Linked DNA regions of Xenopus laevis: region 2 is linked to region 1. The links are chromatin contacts, called in public Hi-C maps. All regions are on one chromosome and are shown on one strand. Each heading gives the region's core, a stretch centred on a gene start, on an enhancer-like site or on the middle of the called end of the contact. The rest is flanking DNA. Distances are from core to core; before and after follow the strand shown. Region 1 holds the start of LOC108716536 (transmembrane protein 151B). Region 2 overlaps slc29a1.L (solute carrier family 29 member 1 (Augustine blood group) L homeolog).

Region 1 (5,978 bases), core at 899-3,398:
TATTGTCCATGGCAATGATAGGCCAATTTTCTGTATACTGCTCTTAAGGTGTTTTAAAATATGCAAAAATTTGGATGTAAAAATCAGCTGTGCAGCTGGCGACTTATTAGAGGCTTTTCCAGTGAGCAGATCAGATTGTGTAAATTGCAAGACCTTCTGGAGCTGTTGCATCAGTATTTCTTCCTTATAACCTCTATCCAGAAATCTGGTGAATGATTCCCTTAGTTGCAGCTGTGCTTTTTCTGGATCGTTGTTATTGCATATAGTACGCAAAAATTGCGAATAAGGGATCGCCCGGATGGTGGAAGGTGGATGATCACTGGCTGCATGTAAGATGGTATTTCAATCGGTAGGTTTTCTGTACAGGCTTGTCCCTAAGCCACCACTCGTCTTATATATTAGTAGGTCGAGGAATTCTATGCAGTGTGCATCGAATTTCAACGTAAACCTAATAGGTGTGTCCAAGGAGTATATATATATATATATGTATATATGTATATATATATATATATATATATATATATATATATATATATAAAGCATAGAACATAGAACATAGAAAATTGCACAGGTTTGTGTAAAAATGAAATGAATCATAAAAAGATGATACTGATAGATGTCATTGTACCTTTAATTTTCTTATAGCATGTATATTGTTTTCTCCTTTAAAGTCTCTCCTTCCCTCAAACCCCATATATAAATATATAAATCACAAGATCAGGTGGGTGTTTCCAGTTCCACTGCTATTTCTGCATTCATTCCAAGGAAATATGTCACAGTTTTCAAGTGGATATATAGAAAGCTACCAGGATTTCAGAGAAAGGGGCAGGAGAGACAAGGTGATCATGTTGGAAGTTGCCTCTGGCATATTAACAAAGCTGGGGCAAGGTGCTATGTTTTCTTTCTCTCCAATTGGATTTGCCCGTTGTGCCCCAGGGTGTATTATATTCTGCTTCTTGAATTGAGTGAATTGTACCCCCTCTTTATGCAGCAGTACCTGTGTTTCGCAGCACTGTATATAGGGTGGGGGGAGGCATCACGTTGGTGTCCCTTGGGACAGTCCTTGTTAGAACATAATTTAGAGATGGAAGTACCTGGGTAAGTATTGGGGGCCAATTGCATTCACTTATTCAGAGTGCAACCCAGGATCAGGAAGAACAGAGAATCCCCTTCTTGACCATAGGAAAGAGAGCAGCCCAAGTACAGAGAAACAAAGCACAGCACCTGGAAGTCTTGCTGTTCTGGGAGCCCCAAAACACGTGCCCAGGTCCCTGTCCAATAAATGCAGGAAATCTATTTTAAATAAGACACCTGTATTTATGACTCTGAGCCCAGTGACATATAAACACAATACAAATAAAGTGATGAACTTGAGACTCTTTGTACAAACGTTTCCCCCTGTTGTATACAACAGAGAGACACCCAGGGATACAATGAGACAGCCAAGTATGCATTGAGACAGCCAGGGATACAGTAAGACACCCAGGGATGCAGTTAGATACACTGAGATAAAGTGGGACAGCCAGTTATACTGTGATACACCAAAAGACATCTAGACAGCTAGACAGCTAGACATCCAGGGATACAGTGATACACTAGGGATACAGTGAAATACTAAAGGATACAGTGAGACAGCCAGAGATGCGGATGGAGCAAGACACCAAAGTATACAGTGAGACAGCCAGGGATGCAGTGAGACACCAGGGAAACAGTGAGACAGCCAGGGAAACAATGAGACACTAAATGATGCAGTAAGACACAGTGAGACACTAGGGATATAATGAAACAGTCAGGGAATACAATGAGACATCAAAGGATACAGTGAGACAGTCTGGGATAAAGTGAGATAGCCAGTGATACAGCTAGGGATGCTGCGCGCCTGTGTATCTTTCAAGGTCAGGCTGGATGCTGGGGCAGTAATAGAAGCAGTAAGGGAACATCTCACCTCCTCCTTCTCTTTCTCCTCCTCTTCCTCCCTCCTCCTCCACTCATCTCCCCCCATCTTCCCTGGGAATCTGCTCCTTCCTCCATCTCCTGCAGAGCATCCTTCCCTCTTCTCCCTATTTTCCCTGCTCCCTCTTCCCTTCCCCTCCTGCCCTGTTCCATCGCTTCATCTGTGCTGTGTGTGTGTGTTTGGCCTTCCATTGTGTCCGTTAACTGTGTGTCACAGCATTGTGTGTCTTTGTATCATAGCATTGTGTGCTTGTCTGTCATAGCATTGTGTATCTGGTTGTCATAGCACTGTGTGCCTGTGTCACAGAATTGTATGTCTGTGTGTCATAGCATTGTGTGTCTGTGTATCACAGCATTGTGGGTGTGTGGGTGCTCCTGTGCGTGACAGCAGCTTCTGTTTGTATGTGACCTCAGTGTGCATGTGACAATAATGTGTGTGTGAGACAGTAGGGCGTGTGAGAGACAGAAGTGTAAACTGTATCTGTGAGAGAGGGTGTGTGGCCTGCACCTAACCGCAGTGTGTGTGTGTGATCTGTATAAAGAATCTAAAAATTATGCGTGTTTATTTGTACCTGTAACATCCTACTGGGTGGATTGTGTTAGTGATACAGTGTGTCAGTGGCCCTAGTGTATGCATGATTGTGTGCAAGGAAAAGCAGTTGCTATGATTGGGCCCCAGTGCACATGATAACAACGCTTGTGGCATTTTGTGTCAGAGTGTTTAAGTTGTGCAGCTAGGCCTCAGTATTGCTATACAATTACTGTGTGTTTGTGTTTGTTTATGTGGACAGTTGTGCTTGTTTTGTCTCTACCTGTGCATGTTAGTGACCCATTCTGCAACATTACACTGGCATATCAGCATTCCCACACTTTCCCTTATACACACACACACTGCCTCTGTTCCACTGTGGGGCTCTTCCTCCCAATACCCGTACCCAGCTCTCATTTTCGATTGGGGTACAATGACTGCCAGAGCAGGCCTTGGATTTTGGGCGGCAAGTTGCTACGGACAGAGGAATGACTCTCCCAATTTTTCCCCTGTTGTACTGGATTGCTGAGAGATTCCACTTCCCTGTTTGTGGCTCATCGCTTGGCCATGTCCCCCCCTGCGTCAGCGGCAAGTGAAAGCAGCACAGGATCAGTACCGCAGGAGGAACCCGATACTCTGCGAGAACTGGTGAGGGACTGGGCATGGGGACAAATATCTGCATCTCTTGACTGTAATGGAGGCTTATTTATCCACTGTTTTATATAATTTGTCTCTATAATCTATATACACACACAGCTCTCTGTATCTAATAATCTATTACTAAAACCTACACGCACAAACACCTGTCTCTGTAACTTACACATACAGCTATCTGTCTCTGTGCCCTACACAACACCTGTCTCCATAGCCCCCCACACACACAAGTCTCTATTACCCACAAACACACAGCTATCTGTCTCTATAACTATAACCCCACACACACTTGTCTCTATACCCTACACACACCTGTCTCTATAACCCACAAACACACAGCTATTTGTCTCTATAACCTACACACACCTGTCTCTATAACTTACACACACACCTTACGCATACAGCTATCTCTATTTCCTACATACACAGAGCTGTCTCTATAACCTACACACACACAGCCATCTGTCTCTATACCCCCACATACACCCATCTCTATACCCTACACACACCTGTCTCTATAACCTACACATACACTTGTCTCTGTAATTTATACATACAGCAATCTGTCTCTATACCCTACACATACAAGTCTCTATACCCTACTACACACACCTGTTTCTGTAACTTACACAAACAGCTATATTTCGCTATACCCTACACACACACACCTGTCTCTATAACCTACACACACAACTGTCTCTGTAACATATACAGGTATTTGTCCCTATACCCTACACCAGGGTTGCCCAACCTTTTGAACCTTTGAAAAATGTTCTTGGGGTGCCAAATAAGTGCTGTGATTGGCCATTAGGTAGCCCCTATGTGGATTGAAAACCTACATTGAGACTCTGTTTGGCAGTACACTTGGTCCAAAAATAATATATCAAAATATATCAAAAATAACCATCTGCTTTGAGGCCACTGGGAGCAACATACAAGGGGTTGGAGAGCAACATGTTGCTCACAAGCTACTGGTTGGGGATCACTGCCCTACACACATACCTGTCTCTGTAACATACACATATAGCTATCTGTCTCTATACCTACACACACATACCTGTCTTTATAACCTACACTCACACTCAACAATGCTACTGGACAATGTAATTGGACTAGGGCGGCTATTGGTCCCTGTCAATGGATTACTAGTCCCTAATCGGTGTCACTGGGCTACTTGTCTCTAATAAATGTTACATGGTTACTGGGCAATTAAACTAAACTATTTGATGATGTAACTTGGACATTGGTCTCACTTGTGACATGGCAAATGATCTCTTGGTACTGTATCACAGCTGTGAGACTATAAGCAATGTACTGTAACTGGAGCACAAGGCAAGTTAAATGGGTGCTTTGTAGTGCTTACCAGGCACTGGGCAACATAATTAGCACTTTGCAATGCCAAAGATTACTGTGCAGTGTCACTGACCAGTGACTGATCAGTGCAATTGTAAATGTGCCAAAGTACTAGGGCCAAAGGGCAAGTATCTGCTTAACTTGCAATCGGAATTTATCGGAACATTACTACATGACATGAAGCTTCTATAACTGCTTAATACTAAATGTATTAATTAGGACACCCTGTGGAGGTCACTTGCTCCCATTTTGCATCCTGAAGCTACATCTGATACTATAGACCCATTTGCCAATACTAAACCCAAAATAGCTTCTTTTGTGGTTCTCTCTTGTTCATATGTGTTATAGATACCTTACATGAAGAATCTAGAATATATCTGCTCCTTAGGAAAGTGGACTGTACCTGCTAAATTGTGCTGTTCTATAGAATCTCTCAGTACAGCCTATGAGCAAATTCCCGGGGGCTATTCCTACTGAATTGTACTTAGTACAGGGAAAAGTTGTCTTTATTAAAGGGAGTCTGTCATAATTTTTTATGGTGTACTAAATTACACTGTTTACACTGCAAATAATTCATTTTGCCATATAAAATGTTATTCCTAATCCAACAAGTGTATTTGTTTTTTAGTTGTAATATTGGTGTGTAGGCAGCCATCTCAGGTCATTTTGCCTGGTCATGTGCTTTCATAAAGAGCCAGTACTGCACTATGGAACTGCTTTCAGGCAGACTACTGTTTCTCCTACTCAATGTAACTGAAGAAGTCACAGTGGGATCTGGATTGTTAATATTGAGTGCTGTTCTTATATCTACCAGGGAGCTGTTATCTGGTTACCTTCCCATTGTTCTGCTGATGGGCTGCTGGGGGGAGGGAGGGGGTGATATCACTCTAACTTGAAGTGCAGTAGTAAAGAGTGACTGAAGTTTATAAGAGCACAAGTCACATGACTGGGCGCACCTGGGAAACTCACAATATGTCTAGCCTCATGTCAGATTTCAAAAACGAAATGTAAAAAAATCAGTTTGCTCTTTTGAAAAATGGATTTCAGTGCAGAAGACTGCTGGAGCAGCACTATTAACTGATGCATTTTGAAAAAAAAACATGTTTTCCCATATACAGCATCAGGGCCACCATTAGAAATCATGGGCCACCCAAGCCCCACTCCAGACATCGGCATTAAAAACGTTAAACCCACACACATACAGGTTATAAAAAGTGATTGATGGTAAGCCCCCCCCTATAAGTTAAAAAAATCTGTGGTGCCAGGGCCCCCCATAAAAGTTTTTTTTTTTTAAAAAATTGTGTTCAAGACCCCCCTACAAGTTAAAAAAAAATGGTGACCAGGGCCCTCCTGTAAGTTAAAAAAAAAGCATTGGTGCCAGGGCCCCACATAAAAGTTATTTTAAAAAGTATTGGCACCAGGGCCCCCTTTACAAGTTAAAAAAAATTGAGCCCCAGAGAATATATTTTAAAATAATACATTGGTGGCT
Region 2 (5,978 bases), core at 1,871-4,370, 60 kb before region 1:
GTAAAAAAAACATTGGTGGCTAGGGTTACCACATGTTAATAAAAAAAATATTGGTCAGGGCCCCTTCATTGAAAAAAACATTTGTGGCCAGCCCCCCCCCCCCCCCCCCCCCCCCCCCCCCCCCCCCCCGTTATAAAAAAATTGGTGGCCAGGGCCCCCATTAAACACCCTCCTCCACCTTCTATCAGTGAGCTGCCAACTACAGAAGAGAGGAGGGGAACACAGATGGCTGCATCTTCTTCCAGTGACAGCATTTTCTTCCCGTATTGGTTACAGAATTTCAAGTCCTGGTAAAGCTGCATGGTGATTGGATGAGCCGGAGGAGAAGTTCAAACCTCAGCTATCCAATCCCTGAGCAGCTCAACTGGGACTTAAACTCAGTGACCAATAAGGGGAAGTATTGGACAGAAGATACCTCTCGCCCTGCCTTCCCGAAGTCAGCAGCTCTCAGAAAGCAGGGGGCCCGGCTAATCAAGTAAGTGTGGCGTGGCCAGGCCCCTCTTACCCTCGGTGCCCCCTACAACTCTCCCCCCCTGTCCCCCCCTGATGGCTGCCCTGCCTGTACGCCTGCCATGGCTGCCCTGGGATGGGGGGAGGTTCTCACCATTTTCCAGCAGGTCTTTCTTTAGCTCCACTTCAGCCGGAGCAGCGGCTGAGACTCTTTCCATGGTGTAATATCTGTAGAACTCCTGCAAGCAAAAGGTTAATAAGCATAAGTCATGAGTGAAGGGGCACTACTCCTAATCTTTCACTGCTTTTCATTCAGTTGGTCCTGGAACCAGCAGATTATAATGGAAGGGGATCAAAGGAACCCTTGGGAGGCGGAGCTCTGGCTGTGTCTGTTACAGGTCAGAAAAGTCTGTGTATCCCTTGTTAAATTAATCTCAACCTATTTAAGGGGGGAGTTGCTTTTTTACACCATTAATATCAACCGCCATGATAAAACAAATGCACCAACGTAGCTGTAGAAATTGTGGCACCCCATTCACTGCTGCACCAAATTAATTGGAAAGGTTGCAAGGTGTCTGCCTCTCTCTGGATATGAGGTATCTGGTGGGGGCAGTTATGTGCCTGCTGGAGACTCACCAGTTTGTTTAGAGCTATGTATGAAAAGAGCGCCAGTAAGATGACAACGCAGGCGGTTATAAAGTAGCCAAATGCACTGTCTTCCAGGGCGGAGCCACCTAAAGGGTAGAATAAAGAAGTTACTGTGGTGCACAAACACTGCTTTCAAACTAGGGTCTCTGCAAATAGAATAACTGAAGGGGTTAAAAAAACTGGAGTTGCTGTTCCATGGTGTAGGAATGCTGTCAGAGCACGGGGAGCTGGGGAGAAATAAAATGTGAAACATAAAGATTCCACTGTGATTTTACTGGGAATTGGCAAGAATGATGAGGCTACCATTGACAGGATTGGTCTGGGCGGGGACCTGTCTTCCAGCCAGAAGGAAGGAAAATTCCGACATGGAATTAACAATAATAGGTCAGAAGAACAGCAGCTAGAATACAGATCCTGACACAGGCTGCATGGTATGGGATGCAAAGGAGTTATAGGGCACAGATAAAGGCAAAAATGAGTATGGGAAAGAAGGAATTCCCGACTGATATGGGTGAAAGGAACACAGTTAAAGGGAAAGTAGACCTATGAGCTGGAAAAAAAGAAGAGGTAATTGGCTGCACAGAATAACAGGATGAAATGAGATGGGATAAAGGAAAGGTGTCGATAGAATACTTACTTGCTATAGCACAGATCATGGATAACGCTGCAAATGCACCCGCCATGCCTTGCCCGCTCATTATGGGAGAAGTGTAACTGGCCGGGAAGCGTGCTGCCAACCCAAACAGACTGCCCTGTAGGATTGCACCAAATGCTGCCGCCAGGGAGAGAAAAACATCAATCAGAGAAACGATAGAGGCCAGGAGGATGGGAGATCAAATTAGTAGTGATGCACACAGTGATACAAACAGGGCTCAGGCGAGAGACCCCCACACAATATAAGACATAAGCTGTGATTGGCATGGGTGGGGGGGGTGGCTTGACTCACAGTTGATGAAGATTATCTTTATCATGGTGACAGTGAAGAAAGAGACCGGGGAGAAGGGAACCTTAACAAAGATGGCTGTGAGGAGGAAGATGAGGAAAATGGCCAATAAGGTTCCACCAACTCGAATATTCTGGGAAATCCTGTAAGAAAGGAAAGTGCTTGTAAGAGACCTCATTTCCTGGTATAGATAAGTGATTAGTGAGCAGTGATTTGTTATGCAGTCACTTAACAGCACAGATTAAACTGCCTCTCACAGCAGCAACCAATCAACATTTAGCTTCAATCGGCCTTACCCAAGTACTATACAAGCTTACTGCTGATTGGTTGCTAAAAAATTACTGCCCCTGTTACAGTAAATGTGCCACTCACCTCTGGTGCAAGAATGAGTTGAGGCAGGTGAATATGAGGAGGGGCAACATTGCGCACAGTGTCATCACATTATTGAATTTGCTCTGGAGGTAAGTCCGAGGTGCTACCACATCCTCTGCACTGGCCCTTGCACTGGTGTTATTTAGGCCGATAGGGAGCACAGTCACAGGGGTGGCCGTTGAAAATTCCGCGCTGCTCTCCCTCAGATCCCCTGGCTCTCCCAGGCGGTTTGTGAAATACTGGGAATAGAGTGGATAAAGGATCAGCCGCTAGTGCATGAAGTGTCAAAATTGGTATCAATATAGGGTCCAGGGTGGGGCCACACAAAACATGTGATAATGGAACGACACGTAAAATAACCAATGGGAGAACATTGATTTCTCTGTCTGAATGGGGAGGGGTCAATGCATAAGTATCTAAAGGCAGCTTTAGTTAAACACCCCATACAGTTAAACTGCAGTCTATAGACATGGCAGTTCCCTATCAGGGAGGTGCCCAGGTGTGTCCCTTTCTTACCATGGTGGCAGTCATGAAAAAATTCCATGGCAACAGAGTGCCCAGGCCCAGGATGAAGAATATAAACCAGACAGCGTTGTACCTGCAGGGGGAGATAGTAAGTGAGTTACTTTAGCTCCGTGTGACACACAAGCGCAACCCACACTTGCCAAACACACTGGCCGTATCAATACTATCTAATGTACATCAGCAGCACAGGGTATATACGCGCAGTTCCAGTAGTGGCCACAAGATGTCCTGTGATGTACACTGTTATGCAATTAAAGGAACAGTAACACCAAAAAATTAAAGTGTTTCAAAGTAATTAAAAAATAATATGCCGTTGTCCTGCACTGGTACAACTGGTGTGTTTGCGTCAGAAACTCTACTAGTTTATATAAAAAAGCTTTTGTAGCCATGGGGGCTGCCATTCAAAGCACAGGTTACATAGCAGAAAACAGATGTACTCTGCAGGATCCCATTGTATGCTATTATAGAGCTTATCTGGTATCTGCTAAGTAGCCTGTAGCCTTTTGTCCCTTTTTTAGCCTAAATGGCTGCCCCCATGGCTACAGCAGTCTATTTAAATAAACTAAAGTTGTGTTTCTAAAGCAAACACAACTTTTTTCAATGCAGGGCAACAGTACATTATATTTTAATTACTTTAAAACGCTTTTATTTTTAGGTGTTACTGTTCATTTAAAGAGAAGTTATTGGGGTAACTGACCCAATATGAGCCAGTGGAAATAACCCTCATGAATCATATGAACTGAAGCAGCCACAGCTACTCTAAAACATCTACTCCAACCTAAATACCAAGGTAACATTTGTATGTTTTGGATAAGTGGCAGAAGCAATAGGTTTTGGGTAAGGGTAACTGTTTCCTGTTTGGTTTCTTAGTAAGTTATTCCCCTTATAACTATATCCTTCCTCACTCCTACTCCCTGCAATGTCTCTGCATTCCCTTTACTGACTCTCCTTCATAGCTGAAGTTCAGGGCCGGCTGTTCCCCCTCTCCCCATTGCACAAGATCAAATTCAAACAGATACCCATAAATTTCCCTACATGAGCACCTCCCAGGCCCAGTCTGACTCTCAAGCCCTAATTACTACCCCCTCCTTTAATTAGAGTTAAAATGTGAAATCCATCAATAGAGAGAATCCAGGCCAGCACCCATCTGAGTGTGGCATTCACTGGTACACAGTGGTTTGCTCCTCCCATTTCCAGTTTGTTGATGCTCTCCTCTCATTGTTTACATGGGAGTGGAGCTGGGTGTGTACACTGGGCTCGCATAGATAGATCCAAAATAGGCCAAGTCCCAATATCCCTATACTACTGTTTGCCCCCCCCCCCCCCCACACCTGTCGTCTCATGTACTATAGGCAACTTTGCTCAATTCTAGGAGCCCAAGGAGCTGTACCTCAAGCACAACCTGGGTGTTGCACTCTGTAAACATAAATACCATGCCCAGAGAGAAAGGTAACAGAAAAACCCAATCAGCCCTCTCCGTTAGAACCAAGATCTGCCTTCTGCATGAACATGCAAAAGAGAGAAGCCCAGGAACAAAAAGTACAGACAGAATCAGAACTCTGTTCATGGGTAAGTATTAGGGGGAGACTGGATTCACTTACCCATAAGGAGGTTCCTGCCTGACCATGGGAAAGAAAGCAGCACAGGAGCAGGAAGTACAGAGAACTAGAGCTCTATACCAGGGTACGGTAAGTATTGCAGAGGAGACTGAGTGAGCTTAATGCCTCATTATTCAGACAGAGTACCCTATATGCAAACAATACACACATGAAAACTCAATGGCAGAAAGTAACAGCAATGTGCAAAAATAAGAATGCCCTGCAACACCCAGCAACTACACAACAGCTTTATATCCACTGTCTCATTGGCCTCTCTATGGAACAGCTTTAATAGTGATTCACTAAAGGAAATCCCCTTCATACAGACGTGGAAGCTGCTATGTGGCAAAGAAAGGCTGGATACAGGAGCAACTTATTGCATGTGTACAGGAGTAACTTATTGTATGCTTCCTTTCTCAGGGTCAGTATGCACAAAATGCTGTACAGCTTCCTACTACCCCTTTCCTGATCTGCCGGTCACTGGACCTTGGAATATTATGGAATTCTGGAAAACATGCTCAATATATATGGGGAACTCCAAAACTGTACCTGATAAAGACCTGTGCAATGCACATAAACACACACAGAGCAATGCACTGCAACACATAATCAGACACCCGTGCACCACATAAGCACAGAAACCCCTGCACTGCATAACATAAGCACAGAGACCCCTGCACTGCATCACATAAGCACAGTGACCCCTGCACTGCACCACATAAGCAGCGACCCATGAACCACATAAGCACAGAGACCCCTGCACCACATAAGCATAGAGACCCCTGCACGACATAAGCACACAGACCCCTGCATTGCACCACATAAGCATAGAGACCCCTGCACTGCACCACATAAGCACAGAAACTCCTGCACCACATAAGCACAGAGACCCCTGCACTGCATCACATAAGCACAGAGATCCCTGCATTGCACCACATAAGCAGAGACCCTTGCACTACACCACATAAGCACAGAGACCCCTGCACTGCACCACATAAGCACAGAGACCCCTGCGCCACATAAGCACAGAGACCCCTGCACCACATAAGCACAGAAACCCCTGCACTTCACCACATAAGCACAGACACCCCTGCACTGCATCACATAAGCACAGAGACCCCTGCACTGCACCACATAAGCACAGAAACCCCTGCATCACATAAGCACAAAGACCCCTGCACTGCATCACATAAGCACAGAGACCCCTACACTGCATCACATAAGCACAGAGACTCCTACACTGCATCACATAAGCACAGAGACCCCTGCAATGCATCACATAAGCACAGAGACCCCTGCAATGCATCACATAAGCACAGAGACCCCTGCACTGCACCACATAAGCACAGAGCCCCTTGCACCACATAAGCACAGAGACCCCTGCACTGCAGCACATAAGCACTGAGACCCCTGCATTGCACAACATAAGCACATAGACCCCC

What was found. Hi-C and Micro-C count contacts between places; a contact is called where the count stands out from the background.
Region 2: a contact with region 1 is called in a Hi-C map of the XTC cell line, with 2.3 times the contacts expected there. The contact joins the enhancer-like site here to the promoter of LOC108716536 in region 1. A contact is called at or near these places in 2 of 4 Hi-C or Micro-C datasets (the XL177 cell line and the XTC cell line).

Annotation. Positions count from the first base shown.
Region 1 is chr5L:23,796,270-23,802,247 of Xenopus_laevis_v10.1, reverse strand. LOC108716536 (transmembrane protein 151B) reads left to right here and starts at 2,148. Exons shown (of 2, transcript XM_018262732.2): 1 at 2,148-3,130. The coding sequence starts at 3,050.
Region 2 is chr5L:23,857,468-23,863,445 of Xenopus_laevis_v10.1, reverse strand. slc29a1.L (solute carrier family 29 member 1 (Augustine blood group) L homeolog) reads right to left here. Exons shown (of 14, transcript NM_001095291.1): 4 at 2,930-3,011; 5 at 2,414-2,652; 6 at 2,045-2,184; 7 at 1,736-1,870; 8 at 1,087-1,184; 9 at 605-689. Among protein-coding and RNA genes, the nearest start is that of LOC108716546, 11 kb to the left of the region's middle. Within about 2 kb of position 3,120, at least 1 of the 7 cell types and tissues checked has an H3K27ac peak or open chromatin away from gene starts, as enhancers often do.